2 separate regions of the Zea mays genome follow, and region 1 is linked to region 2. The links are chromatin contacts, called in public Hi-C maps. All regions are on one chromosome and are shown on one strand. Each heading gives the region's core, a stretch centred on a gene start, on an enhancer-like site or on the middle of the called end of the contact. The rest is flanking DNA. Distances are from core to core; before and after follow the strand shown. Region 1 has its middle 200 kb from the start of LOC118476028. Region 2 has its middle 110 kb from the start of LOC103637673.

What was found. Hi-C and Micro-C count contacts between places; a contact is called where the count stands out from the background.
Region 1: a Hi-C map of ear shows a contact between it and region 2, with 5 times the contacts expected there. The contact joins two enhancer-like sites. A contact is called at or near these places in 3 of 25 Hi-C or Micro-C datasets (bundle sheath, ear and tassel).

Annotation. Positions count from the first base shown.
Region 1 is chr1:97,205,700-97,209,490 of Zm-B73-REFERENCE-NAM-5.0, reverse strand. No RefSeq gene overlaps it. Among protein-coding and RNA genes, the nearest start is that of LOC118476028, 200 kb to the right of the region's middle. Within about 2 kb of position 1,295, at least 19 of the 20 cell types and tissues checked have an H3K27ac peak or open chromatin away from gene starts, as enhancers often do. A contact at or near this core is called in bundle sheath, ear and tassel, where this site is marked.
Region 2 is chr1:96,655,421-96,659,158 of Zm-B73-REFERENCE-NAM-5.0, reverse strand. No RefSeq gene overlaps it. Among protein-coding and RNA genes, the nearest start is that of LOC103637673, 110 kb to the right of the region's middle. Within about 2 kb of position 1,763, at least 18 of the 20 cell types and tissues checked have an H3K27ac peak or open chromatin away from gene starts, as enhancers often do. A contact at or near this core is called in bundle sheath, ear and tassel, where this site is marked.

The DNA of each region.
Region 1 (3,791 bases), core at 46-2,545, 550 kb before region 2:
TTAGCTTCTCTAGTGTCATCTGGTATTCTCGCTCCCAAACACACTCTTACTATATGTCTATATAGATATTATGATTTCAGAATAGAAATGCGAAACTAAAATCATGAGTGGCCCTGATACTGAAAAACAATACGGAGTACTACTGGCTAGTATAGGTATATTATATTTTTTATAATAATTAACTGACAGTTTGACGCAGTGACACTGAACATATGGCATACTGACATTAGATGCAGCGATGCAGGTCCTGATCTTTGTGGAACCACTCTGCCATGCATGCATGCAGATGCAGCGAGTCGTACGTACCTGATCAAAAGGCTGCTAGATTTGGCATCGGCCAGCAGTAAGCCTATCCACGTGTAGGTGCTGTGCAGTGCAGCTAACTCTAGCTCAAGTAGGAAGCAAGAGCTAAAAATCACTTTCTAGTTTCAACAAATTGGGACGTACAGGTACATGCATGAGATGCAGTGACGTATAGGTAGCATGCATGTAGTAGATGCTGGGCATAGGAGAGAAGCACCACGTACAGGTACATGCATGAGATGCAAGTGAGTGACACCGCACCGACGGAGCACAGTTTTTTGTTTAGCTGTTTCTGGAGAGCACATGATATTATGGAACGGAGCTTGGAAAAGAGCTAGGGATCGAGATCCATCCATCAGAGGTCATAATCGAATAAAAACTTCACGCCGAACCTCTTTGCACTGACCGACCATAGCCTAGCTTCGCAAGCTAGTCCCGTAGCGTAGCAGATTCGTTCGCGACGGCTGCAGTGCAGAATGAGCAGCTAGCTTTGACAGAAAAAAAAAAGAGGAGCTGTTGGCGGATGGTCCGGGTTCTCGACACCCTCCAGGAGGAGGCGAAGAAGAAGCGCAGCACGGTACAAATACAGATGAATTAAAGCTAATGGAGTGGATTGAGGGGGCTATAATCTTGTACTACTTAATTTTAAATAGTGAGTGATTATAGCCCCCTCAATCCCCTCTATTACCCTTTGTCCCAAACAAGTCCTTAGGTTTCGCAGAAGCCACGCCAAGTGGCCGGCCGGCCGGCCTGCAGTCTTTTACGAGCCAACCTTTAATTCTAATACACCGACGCATCGATGCTCCGATGCTTTTCTCTTTCTCTTTGTCGCTTTCAATCGCCCCGATCGAAAGCGCTTTCATTCTCTGGTTAATGATTGGAGCATGACACGCGCGGAAAGAAAATTCTCGGCGCAGTGCGCTTTACGGGCCTAATCCTTACGTGTAGTTCCTATATGTGGGCTTCTGGTTCATCTGTGATCAAGCTGCCAGAAACTTGGCCCAATGGACACTGGGGCAGCAAACTACCGAGAATGGCCGGGCCCAGTCGTGGTCTTATCGACTTATCGCTGCAACTAGCTAGCTACATCCCCAGCCGCTATCCAATATTTTAAACTAGCCAATGGCGCGCCAGCGCGCGTGAATTTATATACTTATTTGTCCCATAAACACAGAGATAGGACATTATATTATACATATATGTATACAGAGCGTTGCAGTCTGCCAGATAATTATGATCATTGCATAATATACGGTCATCATAGAAAGTGGCGGGCTACAAACAGTACATATTTAGCATCTTTGAGTCTACGTATATATATATTAGGATGTATAGACAAAAGATACTTGGATACTATTTTCCAAATAAGACATAATTTACATACATCTGGTGGTGCGTCGAAGGCTTATCTCTGAAGTTCAAACATCCTTCCTGCGGTGTACGATGAGCAGGTTATTTTGAAGTTGAATAGATTTTTTTTGCAATTGAAGTAAAGGATGGTGATAGAGTATATGCATCAACAAATCGAATGAATAAGATATCCTCGCTGCAATCAGACTTTAAACATTTGCGCCTAGCCCTAATCCAAAAAGAAAGGTAAACCAATGAATTTGAGAAGTGAGAAGATTCTTTCAGTTTAGTACCTTTTCGGTGGTGATTGAAAAGACTGTAGGTTTTGGTCTACAGTTTGAAGACTATCGTCTATTTCAAAGCTGTCATGTTGCTGGCATGTAAGTCAACGTGTAAGCATAATGAAATCTAAATATCTCGAAAAAAAATTGAATTACTAAACACGTTGAATTTAACTTACATGTGGAGAAATGGATGCTGATAGTCTGGACAGTGTTGTAGAGCGCGAAATTCTTTGTTTTGTTTCAGATAAGCTTTGTTGGAGTTGATGGATACACCGGAATGTTCAATTTGGTTGATGGCAAGGATAGGTCTCTTCAATATGAAGCTATGACGGACTTGATGAATTAGATTATATGGCATGTTTGTTTGGGATTATAAGCTGCTTAGATTAGATAGACATTCCATGAATGCCCAAAATTAACATGTCCTGCAGAGGGGCCAAAAAATAAGAAAGCTTAGGGAGAAATCTACATTTTTATGGTAATACTGCACTTTAATATACTGATATGCCTTTTAATAGGTCTGTTAAAGTAAGATAGGAGCATCGAAAGTGCGTACTAAAGATTTATAAAAGATAATTGTTAGTATCATCTGAAATATGAATAAAAAACTTTAAGAAAGCAATACAATAACATGAAATGACATATGTATTCCCTAAATGCATCCAAAAGTAACATGTCCTGCATGAAGCCCAATAGCACGCGCGAGTGGATGCATGGCGATCAGTAAAGGCAAAGGCAGGTCCACATTATGCGGTCCTAGTTTCTGTTAATTTTCTTTTTCAGGGGAAACCAAATTTAGGGTTTCTAATGTGATTAAAAAAAGAGGCAAAGAAGCATTTGTGCCTTCCGGTGTAGTTGGAGGGGAAAAGGGGGAGAAAAAAGCATGTGTGCTTTCCGGTGTAGATCGACATCGTATTGTATTCCAGTGTAGATCGAGAGAGCATTGCAAAGATTCAAAACTAAATGCAGGAGAACATGAGAAATCGAAACGAAGCATGGAAAGGATCTGATTACCGCCCAGAAATGACAACGGCGGGTGGTAGACATCGGTGGGAGCAGATACGCCGTCATTGTCGCCCTCAACACCATCGTTATGCCAGAAAGAAATCAGAGATTGGGACCCTTGCAGGGAGCAATGAACATGGTAAAGCGAACTGAAGGCTGAGAACGGTCTGTTTACCTCTAGAAGACGATAGTGTCGGGAGTTCGACGGTGGCAGAGACAGCAGGAGTGTAGCACATTCGATTCAGTTTTTTCATCATCTGCCTTTGCTTGCGCTGCTAAAGAACGACAAGACTCAATTAACCAAATCAGAGGAGATGAGAAGGAATCGATCCAATTTTTTTCCATTCCCATCATCGGTGTAGTTCGGTTGCTGCATCATCAAGCAAAAAGCAAGGAGGGAAAGAAAGGAAGAAAGAAACGTGAAAATGTGGACAACACCTTGGACGTGAGAGCGGCGCCTTGAGCAACGTGAATCTGGAGGGGGATCTGGGTGAGGCCGACACCTGAAGCAACGACACCCGGTGGTTCCTGGTGGCCGCCGGCGCGGCGGGTGGCGTTACGGGGGCTAGGTCCACTGGCTGCTGCTGCGGCTTGGTGTGGCAGCGAAGGACCGCCGTGGACGGACCGGTTGCTGCTGCTGCTGCAGGTGACCGCGCTCTTGATGATGGAGAAGAAGCCGACTGGGCTCGTCGTGTCATGCTGCGATCGACGCTTCTTGTTTTTGGTCGTGGTCGGGGCCGTCGTCCCACCGCCCTCTATCATCCCGTCCCCATCACAATATTCAAAGCGAGAGGCCGAGAGCCTTCTAGGCTGCCGTTTTCTTTATATTTTACTTTTCTTTTTTAATTA
Region 2 (3,738 bases), core at 514-3,013:
CATGAACAATTAAATATGTTGTTATTATTGAATTATTTTTATCTTATTATTATGAATGAATAGAAATGATAATTTATTACAAGTGTACCTTCGGCTTGAAGGAAGATAAAGAGTACAAGTGTGACGCAAAAGCAAAATGTCAAGCCCGTGTCCAGTGCGGGAGCACTGTTCATCTATTTATAGGCACGGGTCGCAGCCCATGTAAAATTACATCCAGGCTCTTTGCATTTGCTAATAATTCTATAGTAATTCATCGAGGTCTAGATAGTCTTTTCCCTTTTAAGTCGGTTTTCTTTTTCCTATCATCATGCCGAAGCTCCCTTGCGCACAGCTTCGGCTCTGTTCCATCATTCGTTTCCCTTGTGCTTCTTCATACTGTGATTTTGACTCAAGTCCGAAGAGTTCAAGTCCGAAAGTACCTGCTCATGTATTATACTCCAGAAACATTGTTAAATCATGTTTTTAGGACCTTCGGAAGCCGAAGGCCCCCAACAGGACTCTTTATTTCTGTCTCTCTATTGGACTCTTCATTTATCTTTCTGTAAATATTACACTCTATGTATAACACCTCACTCCAACTGACTATCTATCTAGTTTGACTAGTCGGAGCGGCTAGCCAAGTTTGGTGTGTGAGGGAGCCAATTTGTAGAGTTGGATAGCTTAACGAGCTATATAGCTAGTCTGCTGTAGAGTTATTTTGCTGTTGAGTAGTTAAAATTTAGCTTAACGATCCGTTGAGTTAGTTTCTTGGATATGACCTAAGGATATACTGGTATTTCTACTATATTGACATACCTGATTGAAGCCGCCGATGGAACGATGCCAACGTCAACGTCTGAGCATCTAGTAGCAATTCGTTGGGTCTCCCTAAAAGAAATAAAGAAGCAACTCCTTGGAGCGCGACCTGTCTTCGCCCGGCTCCTCGTGCTTGGAGCGAGCTACTGTGTGATATGCGGTGCGAACCTGGTGGGCGGGCCGGCGTGCGCACGCCGTCCAGGGTGAGTGTTGTGTCGTTGTGGTGCCTCCGTCCGATCGAGCGGTGCCGGCGCGCATGTGCTTTCGCTGAACTGCTCTCGTTTCCCTTTCCTCCCCCCAGTCAGGTGCTTGCTGCTTTTATGCTATACTAGAACACAGGGCCTTTGACGTTGTTGTACTATATGGCACGGCAAAGGGCCTCGAAGAAGTAACCCCCGGTTGGTGCTGTGGCCTCCCCGTCGCCGCATGGCTGGTATAGATGCAGGACCAGCACGATCTGCATACATGGATGTGGAATACGGTGGACCGTACGTGACTCCGGCTACTACACGATGGGCAGGCGTATATACAGATAAGAGTCCCCTAGAAGCGCGCGCGCACCGATCCACGATCGAGACGAAGCCCACCGCAACTCGGTCGGTTGCGTACGGCACCGCGCAGGGTTTTATTATTAGTAAGTATAGGTGCTGTGCAGTGGTGTACGACACGCAAAGCATGCAAAACACCCACACAGAGGAAAAGGAAGGGGGATCCCCGCACCGATCCGGCATCGTCGTCGCCGTCTTCCGCACGTCGTGGCACGGCTGATGAGAGACAGTGGGTGCGCGCTGGGCTCGACGCTTCAGACGACGACGACGGCAAGATCTAGCTCCGCTGGACGACCGATGCAGTGCACTGCACTAGCGCACTGGGAGGGTGGGAGGGGGCTTGGAATCCTAGCTGACAGACAGACAGGTGTCTGCCTGCCGCGTGCCGCGTGCGTGATCGACACGGCCACACCCCACCTGCCTGCCACTGCCACCGTCACCCGGCCGGCCGGCCGGATGGTTGACGGGGTGGGCCCTCATCAGGTCTCGGGTGTGATCCTTTAATTTGCTGTGAATCTAGATAGACGACGTGACGTGACGACCATCCACGCCACGCGGCCCCGCCCGCCGCTTCTTGTGATTGTGCACGAGCACGACGCCTAGCTAGGCTGGGTTGATGAGATCCAAATCCAATCCAAGAGCGGCTCAAAGCACGCCACGACGACAAGCCGCGGCGCGCCGTGAGGCGTCGTGTCAACAACAAGCGGCGTGACGACCCAAGCCCATGGACCTTGTTTCGTTTGTTTCTGCCGCCCAACCAACGCAAAGTCGGCAATCCTGTAAAAAGCTCTCGCCTACAGCAAACCGAGATTGCTTCGCACCCGGCTAATTTAACCAGGAGCGGCCTTTCTTGGCAGTTTACGTACCACACGTACGCATGTTGCGTAGTACTACTACACAGTGTTCTCGCCCAGGCGCGATGCGAGGGAGGCACATCAGTAAAAAAAAACCGTCACATTTAATGGCCACGATCCAGACCGATCCCGCCCCGGCCGGCCCCTTTTTATTACCGACCACCGTACCCTGGCTGAACGAAATCCCAGGCCGAATTTTAATGCGCAGTGCGCAGCACGAGGATGAAGATCGATGTTGCTGGTTGGAGGCAATTCATTTCATCACCACTGCCTGCCTCTGCCTCCTCATCATCCACCCCTTCAGCCTTGAGCTCGGTCGGTTCGCATCGCACTAGGAGCCGGTTAGATTAGGAAAATGTCCTGGTTGATGGTGGTGAAAGTGAAAACGCACCGGTGACAGAAGCACTCACGTCAAAAAAAAAAAATACATCCTGCCAGGTGAAGAGAAGGCGCAGTCTGCTGTCTGCGTGGGCAAGCTCGGGAACGCCTGAAAACTACTGATACCAAACTCCAATCCTCCGCCCCCCGCAAGCCAGAGAATCGAATGCGTGCGTGCACCGAGAGGGGGGCGATGCTACCTCTTTCTCCACGCAGAGAGGTTCCAGCTGCAGCAGCTGGGCTACAACTACAACAACCTACAAGCGCGCATCTTTCCAGCCAGGCAGGCAGACGATGCTGCGACTCTGCGAGGGGTTAAGTATATATGTCCATAAAGCACGTGGCCCGTTAGCCCGGCACGAAGCACGATTTATTAGCCCGGCACGAGCCCGACACGGCACGAGGTGAAGCGGGCCCGGGCTTAGCCCGGCCCGTAGAGCGTGCCGGGCTCGACAGGAACTTGAGCCCGTTGGGCTAGCCCGAGCACGGCCCGTTATAAGCCGGGCCTATAAACCGGCCCGTTCACACAGCAGCTACGTAATAAAAATCTGGGCTGCTTCTACCTGTATCCTCACATTCTAAATGGCCCAGCCCAAATAGCGCACGGGCGCACGGCACACCGCATGGACGCATCCGCCGATCCGCGCATACGGCCTTATTTAGTGTGAGCGAACCCGTCGCCGTGTGAGTGAAACCCTAACCCTAACGCTCTCTCACTCCCTCGTCCTCTCCTCTCCGTGCGGCGGCTCCCAGATCCGGCTCTCGGTCTCTGGCGGCGGCGTTCGTCTCCGTGCTCGGCAGCGGCGTTCGTCTCCGTGCTCGGCAGCGGCGTTCCTCTCCCGCTCTCCGTGCTTGGCTGCCTCCGTTGCTCCTCCGATGCTCTTGGTCCCGTGCGCGTCCGGTGCTCTCGGTACGGTGCGCGAGCGCGCGGCTGCCTCGATCCGGTGCTCGGTGCTCCCACCTCCCTGCTCCGGTCCTCCATAGCTCCGGTGCTCGGTGCTCCCACCTCCCTGCTCCCTCCCACCGGCGCGGCGCACTCCGGTACTCCCTCCTCCATAGCTCCGGTGCTCGGTGCTCCCACCTCCCTCCTCCCTCCCACCGGCGCGGCGCACTCCGGTACTCCCTCCTCCATAGCTCCGGTGCTCGGTGCTCCCACCTCCCTG